Linked DNA regions of Mus musculus: region 1 is linked to region 2. The links are chromatin contacts, called in public HiChIP or PLAC-seq maps. All regions are on one chromosome and are shown on one strand. The core of a region is the stretch at or near the end of the contact, and the rest is flanking DNA. Distances in the headings are between cores, read along the strand shown.

Evidence for each region. HiChIP or PLAC-seq counts read pairs in DNA pulled down with a chosen protein or histone mark.
Region 1: an H3K27ac HiChIP or PLAC-seq map of heart atrium shows a contact between it and region 2, with 5 read pairs. The contact joins the enhancer-like site here to the promoter of C230037L18Rik in region 2. A contact is called at or near these places in 3 of 39 promoter capture datasets (the 3T3-L1 cell line, embryonic stem cells and liver), 1 of 15 datasets of contacts at CTCF or cohesin (the NIH/3T3 cell line), 31 of 484 Hi-C or Micro-C datasets (the AML12 cell line, the C2C12 cell line, the G1E-ER4 cell line and 20 more), 9 of 115 datasets of contacts at active chromatin or transcription factors (the HPC-7 cell line, cardiomyocytes, embryonic stem cells and 3 more) and 4 of 9 other capture datasets (adipose tissue, embryonic stem cells, liver and 1 more).

Annotation. Positions count from the first base shown.
Region 1 is chr15:89,525,978-89,531,101 of GRCm38.p6, reverse strand. All of the region lies in intron 12 of Shank3 (SH3 and multiple ankyrin repeat domains 3), which reads right to left. Among named protein-coding and RNA genes, the nearest start is that of Gm15609, 4.8 kb to the right of the region's middle. Within about 2 kb of position 2,436, at least 3 of the 459 cell types and tissues checked have an H3K27ac peak or open chromatin away from gene starts, as enhancers often do. A contact at or near this core is called in heart atrium, where this site is marked.
Region 2 is chr15:89,473,745-89,479,640 of GRCm38.p6, reverse strand. C230037L18Rik (RIKEN cDNA C230037L18 gene) reads right to left here and starts at 3,389. Exons shown (of 5, transcript NR_077233.1): 1 at 3,356-3,389; 2 at 2,222-2,382; 3 at 1,994-2,099; 4 at 1,632-1,771. Arsa (arylsulfatase A) reads left to right here and starts at 2,217. Exons shown (of 9, transcript NM_009713.4): 1 at 2,217-2,491; 2 at 2,986-4,133; 3 at 4,279-4,519; 4 at 4,636-4,854; 5 at 4,932-5,101; 6 at 5,289-5,413; 7 at 5,507-5,634; 8 at 5,870-5,896. The coding sequence starts at 3,919.

The DNA of each region.
Region 1 (5,124 bases), core at 1,187-3,686, 52 kb before region 2:
TCTCCTTACTTAGCATGCATCTAGACACCATACAAGGCCAGCATGGTCCCGTCTGCAAGCCTCAGAGATGAGAGTACATGAATGTGTGCTTCACAGTCAGGTATAAATGCTGGGTTGGTGCTTATGTGTGTCAAACGAGAGCCATGGCTGCTCTCCGTCCATGAGCTCAGGATCTAGTAACAAACATGTGTTTGTGTGCACAGGGGTTGAGCTCACACACATGTGTGTGCTGTGCTACCAGCCTATGTGTGCACCAGGAAGGAAGCATCCCAAGGTGTCCACCGATTTCCTCACAACAGCACAAATTCAAGGAAAGAAGAAAAAGGATTATAAAGTGTTCAGTCCCCTGCCCTGACTGTATTCCACAGGACTATATACATATCTGTCCTTTGATCTCAAAGTCCTTCGTGAACACTGTGGACCTGGCCAGGACATACCTCTTGCTGAATCTCACTTAGCCTTGTAGATTTCCTGAAGAAGGTTCAAATCTACAACTAGACCCTTGAAGCTTCAGAATGGCTCCTCTAGCAGCACTTGCAGTACCACAGATGGCCTCAAGATGGCGCCACCACAGTTTTCAATTTCATTCCTCAGCATCTCTCCCCTCCTTCACCCTCTCTTGCCATAGCATAGCCCTTCTTACTTTTTACTTCAACAGTCATTTACCGACCAGGCACTGTTTATTTTAGAACAGAGCAAAGTCTCCGCCTTTAAGGGGTTAATAAGCCATTCTGAGACATGGAATCAACAAGCAATGAATACAAAACGCCAGCTAACAGGAGAAAAGCAAGCAGGAAAAGGGGGACGAGTCTAGGGATAGCAACAGCCTCATCAGAAAGAAGAGCTGAGCAGAGACCCCGACCGTCAGGGGAGCCGCCTGTAGATGTGAGGGTGCAGGGCTTCTGGGGGTGAGGCAGGCAAGGCAAAGACCACAGCAAAGGCATTAATCTGGAGCAGGCAGGAACTGTGTGGAGTCTGCCAGCAAGAGGAGAGGGAGGCACGGGGATTTAAAAGAGAGACAGACAGACAGACAGACAGACAGACAGACAGACAACAGGAGGAACCTGTGATTTTTTTTTTTAAGTTGGGTTCCGTACTGTTTTGAGTTTTTAAAAGATTTTGGTTTTTACTTCCTGTGTTTCCCTACACGTATATATGTGTACCACGTGTATGCCCAGTGCATTCACAGGCCTGATGGGGGAGCTGAATCCCCTGGAGTGGGAGTCATAGAGATTCAGGTGGGTGCTGGGTACCAGAGTCCTACAGTACCCGTCACGACTTTGAATTGTTTTTTGGTTTGGGGCTTTTTTTGGGTTTTGTTTTTTTGTTTTTGTTTTTGTTTTTTATTTTTATTTTTCCTTTTTTAAAATTTATTTATTTATTTTACACTCCATATTTTATTCACCACCACCACCCCCAGTTTTGGGGGGTTTTTTTTTGTGTTTTGTTTTGTTTTGTTTTGAGAAAAGTATCACTGCATACAGTCTGAGCCTTGAGTTTAGGATTATCTGTCTCAGTGTTCTGAACGCTAGGCTTACAGGCACGAGGCCACCATACCCAGCAGAAAGATACAGCTCTTTTATGGCCTGTCTTCTCAGCAACGACGAGATCCTTGAAAGCGAAAGACCAGATGTCATGACTCCTGTGGTCCCAGTGCCCAGCAGAGCATCTGGTACGTAACAGAAGGCACACAACTGGCTAGGTGAGTGTGTGCATGGGGGATGCGTGGGCAAACGGATGAATGTAGGAAGAGAAGGAACATAACCCAAAAAAGTAAATGCATAGATGAATGGGCGGGATGCTGAAGGTTTGAGGGAATATCGGATGAGCCGAAGGATATACAGGTCCATGAGGGGATAGATGGACGGATGGATGGACGGGTGGATGGACGGATGGATGGATGGATGGATGGACGGGTGGATGGATGGATGGGATCTATGAGTGGAAAAGGGAAGCTGGGTGGGCTGCTGGATAAGTAGGTGGACAGAAGGAGGAGCAGGTGAGTTAAAAGGCAGGTGGAAGAGACAGGGTGGAGCAATGGTTAGAGCACCTTCCCATCAGATGACACGGCTATCAAGAAAAGTCCCAGTCCAGACTTCAGGTCCCTCTTGCTTTGTGCGAGACTCTCGATAAGTTAACCCATCAGTCACATCTGAACCTCTCTCTCTCCACAGTAGGAACCGTCACGTCGGGAGGCCACAGGGCTCTAGTAGCCTGTTTGACGAGGTTCTAACAGCCTCGTTCGGGCCCCATCGACTCGCTTGCTTACCCCTTCCCGTCTGTCCCACTCTAAGAGACAAATGTACACCTGCCACCCAGTCCCGAGACCAGTGCAGATGAAGCCTCGCCAGCACGTGTGCGGCCCTCCTCAATCCCTCCTTACCCCACGCACATCCTTCTTCAGGCTGACCCGGTCACAGATACACTACGCTAGCTGATCCAGGCCTGGGAACCCAGCGGTGGACAGGAAGCCTCCGGTTCCACCGCTCTCACACTAGCATGGCCTTAGCTCATCCCAACTCACCTCTCTGCCCTGCCCTCCCCAGATCTTAACCCTAGGAGCTATGCAGAGTTAAGCAGCCTCGCCCTGGTCAGGTCCTATTTCAAAGCATCTTGTTTTCTTTTTTTTTTTAAATTGTTATCAACCAGACAAACTATTTATTATATAACACAGATTCGTGTGCTCGTTTTATTAATCACACACAGGAAAGCCAGCTGAAAGGAATGTGCCCAGCACTGGCTCCCAAATGGAACATTCTCTCCGAGTGGAAAGAGGAAGGCAAACAGGATGGGAGGTTATGTCAGGCCTTGAGATGTGTGCACTAGCTGCATTCCTCAATTCCTGCTAGAGCGCTGCTGGAGGCCAGACTCTTTGCTCAGGTAAAGACCAGGACCTGGGTCCTAGGAGACACTGACCTAACCTCTACCCCAGCACGGCTTCTATCCTTGGTCTTTCATAGTCCTCCTTCATTCCCACTCTGGTTCCTGAATCAGAGTCTGGAGGGCTGGGGGTGGGGGGAGGACTGTTGGAAACAAGTTCCTGTTGCTAGGATGCCCTCTGCAATCTGGCACAACTCAGCCTAAGTCCCAGACAAGAAGTTCTGCCCAGAGCAGCAGGATGGGTATTGTAGCTGGGGTCAGAGGGAAGCCATTATAGCTCCTATACCCTCCCCAAAGGCAGTCCCAGCAGGGCCCTCACCATATGGTCATACACGTAGCTCTCAATCACCTAGGTGCTTTTGAACCCCACTCCCTCAGGTTATCTATGATAGCTATGGCCCTGTTAAGAGGTCCCGTGGTTGCTAGAAAGCCTGCAGCTCCATCACCCCCACACCAGCTGCTCTGTGGTCCTCTCCTGTTGACCTTGACACATTGTCCTCACCACTCTGCCCTGCCCAGATCTTCTTCATCTTGGCCCTAAAATATCTGCTCGGTCAGCTCCTACTACAAGATCTCGTTCTTTACCTTGACCCCCAAGGACCAGGCGACTAAGACTCATGCTCCCCCCTCCAGCCGTGCCATTCCTCACAAAGCTAACTGCTTATGCAGCAAAACAAAGAACAAACATCCCCGCCCCCTGTGGGTAGTGACATCCCAGAAACATACTAAACGCTGGCACCCCACCTCCCAGGATTGCTAGGATAGGTCCACAGCTCCATTCATAGAAAAATGCTAAAACTCATGTCTGGCGCTGCTCAAATACAGAAGTTGGCAACGGGCATAGTTCTAGAATGCGGTGCTGGATCTCCACAAATATGAGGAACCCATCTGTAAACTACCCGGGGAATTCAAGTGAAACAACACCTTTGCTTTGAGCCTCTTTTTTTTTCTTTTTTTATCTTTTTTTGGCTTCCTCAGGCTAACCCCGGATCTTCGGTCTCGGTGTCCTGTGCATCCAGGGGTAACTGGATCCCGCCCCCTCCCAGTGGCCTGTGCACCCGGGACGGGGTACACTTGCCATAACCACTGACAGCCAGCACAAGGTCCGGCTTGAAGCAAAACTGACCAACATCTGCTCCTCTTGGATTCTGACTCCAACGCAGACCTCTCTCCTTCCTAGGTTTCAGAATGACGGCCAAACGATCCTGGATCCACAGTTCTCAAAACCGTACCGCCATCCGTAGGAAAAGCATACAACTAGCTCCTATTCAACAGGTGTGTAGCCCCTTCTCCTTGCTCTTTACTCGGTCCTGTTGGAACTGGGCCACGGGCCTATGAAATCATTCCCACCCGGAGGCCACATCCAGCAAGTGAGTGCAACGATCCCCTTCTATTCTCCAAGTCCCCAGTAAAGCCATCAAGGCAGGAAAAGGATAAGCCACGTGAGAAAGCAAGGCACGGGCTGGAGAGATGGCTCAGCGGCTAAGAGCACTGACCACTCTTCCGGAGGTCCTGAGTTCAAATCCCAGCAACTGCATGGTGACTCACAACCATCTGTAATGAGATCAGATGCCCTCTTCTGGTGTGTCTGAAGACAGCTACAGTGTACCTACATATAATAAATCTTTAAAAAGAAAAGAGAAGGGGCTGGAGAGATGGCTCAGAGGTTAAGAGCACTAACTGCTCTTCTGAAGGTCCTGAGTTCAATTCCCAGCAACCACATGGTGGCTCACAACCATCCGTAATGAGATCTGACGCCCTCTTCTGGAGTGTCTGAAGACAACTACAGTGTACTTACATATATAATAAATAAAATCTTTTAAAAAAAAAGAAAGTAGAACTGAAAGAATGCATTCCAGATTTATTTATAAAAAAAAAAAAAAAAAGAAAAGAGAAGAAAGAGAGAGAGAGAAAGAAAGGAAAAGAAAGCAAGGAACCTAGCCAGCAGTAAGTCAGTAACTGAGTTCCTGTATAACCTAGGCATCCATCAAGTTTGACGCATGGCCACATGATTGTAGGCTCCCCTGGAAAGCTGCCAACTTAAAGTCGAGGTTGACAGAGGTTACCACGACCCTGGGCCCAAACCTTCTATGTACAGAGAAAGGGACACTCGTACCCTGATCCAGACATACCACTGATAATCACCCCAGAGTTCATTTGTCCTACCTACTCTCTGATCTGGAAAGAAGATAATCGATCTTGTGGCTTCCCAGAATACCCGAGGGCGCAATGAAAGAGTACACC
Region 2 (5,896 bases), core at 2,140-4,639:
AGTCTTCTTTCCCCAGACTCACTTTAAGTGGCTCCTTCCCTATTCAGAAAGAAAGACCTGGTTATTGATCCGTTCCTGCTTCAGCTCACAGCCTCTGCATTTCTCGGGATCTTGAATTTGTAATGGCATGCAACAGTAGCTGTATCTCAACTCGCCCTCATTACAGCTACACTGATTCTCCGCGGTGGTCCGCGGCTGCCATTACTACCAGGTCTAATGTTCATCGAAGTTACTGTGGAGCCTGGCGGAGGGAACAGAATGCCTTTTTTAGTTCTTTTTAAGATTTATTTATTATTATACCTAAGTACACTGTAGCTGTCTTCAGACACACCAGAAGAGGGCGTCAGATCTCATTACGGGTGGTTTGTGAGCCACCATGTGGTTGCTGGGATTTGAACTCAGGACCTTCGGAAGAGTGCTCTTATCGGCTGAGCCACCTTGCCAGCCCTTTAGTTCTTTGAAAGCACTGGGAAAGAACTTTGTTGTAGAAGAACCAGCACTCCTAATAAAATGCTTACAATTATTTTCATTTTTCTTTTTTTAAAGACATTATTATTATTATTATTATTATTATTACTATTATAAGTAAGTACACTGTAACTGTCTTCAGACACATCAGAAAAGGGCATCAGATTTCATTATGGACAGTTGTGAGACACCACGTGGTTGCTGGGATTTGAACTCAGGACCTCTGGAAGAGCAGTCAGTGCTGTTAACCACTGAGCCATCTCTCTAGCCCTATTTTCATTTTCCTATAATGCTATAAACTACAATCATAGTAGGTCTTGCATGTGGAAACTCGTTATCTGCCCAGCAAGATGTCATTCACAGGTCAGCTGATGACCAGAGGTTATTGTTGTGTCATCTGACCGTAACTCTTCTTCCTCTGAGCATATGTGTGAAGGGGTGTCTCAGGGTTCCCCTTCCTTTAGAGATTATGACAAAGCCTGGCCCCTGATCATAACTCAACTGAAAACTTGCCTTCAGCAGACCCCCAAACCCCACATGGTCAACCAGGTAGGACTCCATCAGGTCTGTTTTTGCCTAAGATATTTGCTCTTCTGTTAGAACTACCCTGTTGGTCCTGATCAGCACTGTACATCTCAACGCCTATACATAACCATGATGAGAGGCAGTAGGGTAGGGAAGGTGGAGGCCTGATACGTCCTAGGTCCCCACATAAACTGATGCAAGAACAGCCACAGTACTCTACTCAGGCCACTGTTGCAACTCAATCACCCCATCTTACCCCCATGCAGAGGCCTCTCCTATCCCTTTGCAAGCAAGGTACAGAAATAAGAGACCTGCCTCCCAAGGCAAGGCTCCTTTCTCAACTGTGGGTGTTTGTCCAAAATTAGCAAGGCCCCAGGCATCATCTGAAGCCACTTCCTGAACCAACCCTAGCAGGCTACTTCCAATTGGGGCTCTGTGGGAAAAAAAAGGGGGGGTGGGGGTGGGAGAGAGTTCACATCTCTAAAGACAGGTTGGCCTTCAGTGCTCAGCTTTGAACAGAGCTGGCGGCAGGCAGATACCTCTTTCCAAGTTTTCCACAGCTCTAGGTCAGAGCTGAGCCCAAGCAACCTTCACGTGTACACACACCTGAGTCCCCCAAGAACCCAGGGGAAACGTACCTCGATTTGCATAACATCGCAACCCCACTCGGGCTCTCCAGAGAATAATGCGCAGGTCCTGGGGTAGTTCCCCAGCTAGCAACGGAAAGAAAGTGCTTCTGGTTGATTCCTTTCAAATTACAATTCACAGTGGCCACCAGCTGGGAGAGATCCAAATACAGTTTCAAAGATTTCTGGGCCACAGAAGAGCTTTCTGTCCTGACTCTAAATAGAAGGACTACCGGCAACCCCCACCCGTGCACAAGTCCAGAAACCGTGCTGGAATGTGACACTAAGAGAGCCACTAACTGAAGATTGCTCCCCCCCCCCCGCCCCCAGCCACCCCCCACTTCACATGAGGTGTGCAGTAGCCTCAGTCAGACCCAGCTCCTTCCTGTGCCATCTCTGGGGTCTCTGCAGTTTCGAACTTTCCTCCTGCAGTTTCTTGCAGATTTCATCGGGAGAATTCCAGATGCCCAGAGAGCCAGGCTTCAGTGAAAAAAAAAAAAATCAATAAATCAATGACCAGTTTACTCGTCATTCTGAACCACCCTCATTCTGCTTGCCAGAGGGCACCTTCAACTCAGTGTCACGTGTTGTCTGCTCCTGACCTGAGCCTGTGTTAGACCACTGGGTGATCCTGAGTCTGATCCGCTACTGTAGTCGGGAGGCCCTTCCAGAACCCTGTTTATCTCCCCCCTGGCTCCAGCGTCTTCCTTCCTGGGTGCGCAGGTCGTGACCATCTTGACGCCAGAGGTCTTAGAGTGCCACTCTGTCTTGGAGAGGAATCAAAGCCAAGAATCTGGACAAATGACTTCCCTAGGAACAGCCACCTGCAAGGAAATACCCTGGAAGAGACTTGCTCCGGAAAAGTGACTCAGGTCAGGGGCTTTTGGGGGCGGGGAGATCTGGGAAGTCCAGTTACCACAGGGACCTTTAGATGTTAAAGTACACTAAGAACCCACCCTTCCACCCTCTGAGGGATATATCTGTTAGTCTCCCTTAACAGTTAAAACTGATAAGAAAAAAAGGTTATATTCAATAATGTATAAATGAAGAGTTAGAAACAAGTCATGTTGTCTTCCCATTAGTTCAATACTAATGTGCCCTAAGCTATACCACACAGGAACCCAGCAACCCTTCTCAAACACCAGACTCACAGACACACATCCCAGCTCTAACACCACAGATACACACACACACACACACACACACACACACACACACACACTCAACCTTAAACACCAGTTACGCGTGTAGAAGGGAAAGGATTTTTTTAAATAATTTGATACATTGTGTTTCACAAAATTCACCAAAGGTGGTTGTGAGCAAAAAGCCAGCAGCCAATCAGATTTGTCTTCCTGGTTTGTTGCAGTCAGACTCCATGGTTTTTGCCTCTTTGCTCAGTCAGAAGGGGGATGCTGATGTTTTTTCAACAAGGATCCCTCAAGTATCTCATCAGAGGAAATGAGACAAACAGCCCACCATTCGCCAGAGGAACTCCAGACACGCATTTAAGAGCGACACAGCAGGAGAGCCAGATAGCTGTAGTGCTGCACTGCTAGGCAGTCCTGAGCCTAGCGCGCAGGAGCAAAGAACGTAAGGTTACCAAGCCCAGCACGGGACACCCCAACCGGCGCAGATAAGGATCGGGAGCACGCGAGCAATCTCCAGCCTCACCCTATCCCGCCCCGGTCCCAGGTCCGCAGCAGCCCCACCCGGAAGGTTCCCATAGGCACACAAACCCGCTTGGCTCGGCTCCCCAGCTCCGCCTCGCCCGGTCCCAGCTCCACCTAGCCCCGACTCTGTACCGCCCAGTCCCAGAGCCCGCCCCTTCTGGGTCAGCCAATTGTCACGTGACCGCGGGCGTATCCGAGACTGCCTGAGATCGACGCTGTCTACCACCAGTTCCTCCTCAATTTCGAACCGCCCTTGTCCCATGGCGCTGGAGCCTCCCGGGTCAATGTGAAGTGACTTCTGCTCCTGATCCCAAGCCTGTGCTGGCACCTCTGGGTGAACAGGGTCAGATCCCCGCTCGTGACGTTAATGAAGCCCTGGTCCTTTAGGGGCTCTGTGGAGTTACACCCCAGGCCACCCCCTTCCGAGTTCTGACAGATTCGCTGGAGCTTCAGAGAGTGGACCTACAGACAGAAGGATTATTTGGGTCTGGCGGCTCAGGGGAGGAGGAGGGCTCGGGACTGGGGCCTCAGGTAGGGGCTGGCCTGGGCGCTCAAGGAACGAGCCTGCTGGAATCGCTCTGCCTTCCCTACCAAGGGACTGAGGACACAGGCCCATCTGTATCTCTGTCATGGCCCTGGGGACCCTCTTTTTGGCATTGGCTGCAGGCCTGAGCACTGCCAGCCCACCTAACATCCTGCTGATCTTTGCGGATGACCTGGGCTATGGGGACCTCGGCTCCTATGGGCACCCCAGTTCTACCACCCCTAACCTGGATCAGTTGGCTGAAGGTGGACTACGGTTCACAGATTTCTATGTGCCTGTGTCTCTGTGCACGCCATCTCGGTGAGTGAGGGACCTTTGCCCCTCCCCTCTCCCCTGGCTCATCCCATTTCTGTCTCTCTGTGGGTATGTCCACCATTCTCCCTCTTCTCTCTGGGTTCATCTCTGTGGGACTCGCAGATAATGGATTCTGTGGTTTGTACTACAGGGCCGCCCTCCTGACTGGCCGGCTCCCAGTTCGATCAGGCATGTACCCTGGAGTTCTGGGGCCCAGTTCCCAAGGGGGCTTGCCCTTGGAGGAGGTGACTTTAGCCGAAGTCCTGGCTGCTCGAGGCTACCTTACAGGGATGGCTGGCAAGTGGCATCTTGGAGTGGGGCCAGAGGGGGCCTTCCTGCCCCCGCATCAGGGCTTCCACCGATTCCTGGGCATCCCATATTCCCATGACCAGGTACAAACCAGCCGGACCCTCTGCTGCCCCCCAACACACACCCAAGCCCGCATACCAACTGTACCCTAACCCGTAGCCAGTCCTCCCTCACACTAACCGCTCTCTGCTCTCCCCAGGGTCCCTGTCAGAACCTAACGTGCTTCCCACCAGACATCCCCTGCAAAGGTGGCTGTGACCAAGGCCTTGTTCCCATCCCACTACTGGCCAACCTGACAGTGGAGGCCCAGCCCCCTTGGCTGCCTGGACTGGAGGCCCGGTATGTGTCTTTCTCCCGAGACCTCATGGCTGATGCCCAGCGCCAGGGCCGACCGTTCTTCCTGTACTACGCTTCCCACGTGAGTGACCCTGGCCCCGCCCCCTGACTGCCCAAGACCTGTACCCAGCCAGTGCTGACTCCAGTCTCTGCCCCCAGCACACTCACTACCCTCAGTTCAGTGGACAAAGCTTCACCAAGCGCTCAGGCCGTGGGCCATTTGGGGACTCCTTGATGGAGCTGGATGGAGCTGTAGGGGCCTTGATGACAACTGTGGGGGACCTCGGTCTGCTGGAAGAGACACTAGTCATCTTCACTGCAGATAACGGGTACGAGCCAAGCAAGGGATACTCGTTGCTCTATCACAGGCCAGGACTCTAGGGTAACTTCCACCCTAGCTGTTTGTTGACTGTATAAAAGACTCGAGAGGTGCTAGGCACGTTATGGTGATCCATAACCAGCAGTGGGGCAGGGTCCTTAGCCTCTTGTTACTGATGACTTCCTTGTGTGTCCCAGTCCTGAGTTGATGCGCATGTCCAATGGCGGCTGCTCTGGCCTCTTGAGATGTGGAAAAGGAACAACTTTTGAAGGTGGCGTCCGAGAGCCTGCCTTGGTCTACTGGCCAGGTCACATTACTCCTGGTCAGTCCCCTAGCCCTCTTTGTGTAGACCCATGGCCCCCATCTCCCTAGCCTCGATGGTGAATGGAGTGGCCGAACAGCCATCTGTCCACAGGTGTAACCCATGAGCTGGCCAGCTCTCTGGACCTGCTGCCCACCCTGGCAGCCCTGACCGGGGCTCCGCTGCCCAACGTCACCTTGGATGGTGTTGACATCAGCCCCTTGCTGCTAGGCACAGGCAAGGTAGGGCCAGTCATCCCTTGACACCATCCCCATGCTGGTCCTCCTTTAGGTATGAAACTGGGCAGTGCCGGAGAGTACATGCCTCATGTCTCCTTTGATGAGTGGCCCCTGAGTATCACCTCTCAGGATCCTGGGTGGGCCAAAGCGGGGAGTGGGGGTGGGGGTCCCATAACAGGGCGATACACAAGAGCTTTTAGAGATCTCTCCTATCCTGTCATCCTGACTTTTCCCTCAGAGCCCACGGAAGTCTGTCTTCTTCTAC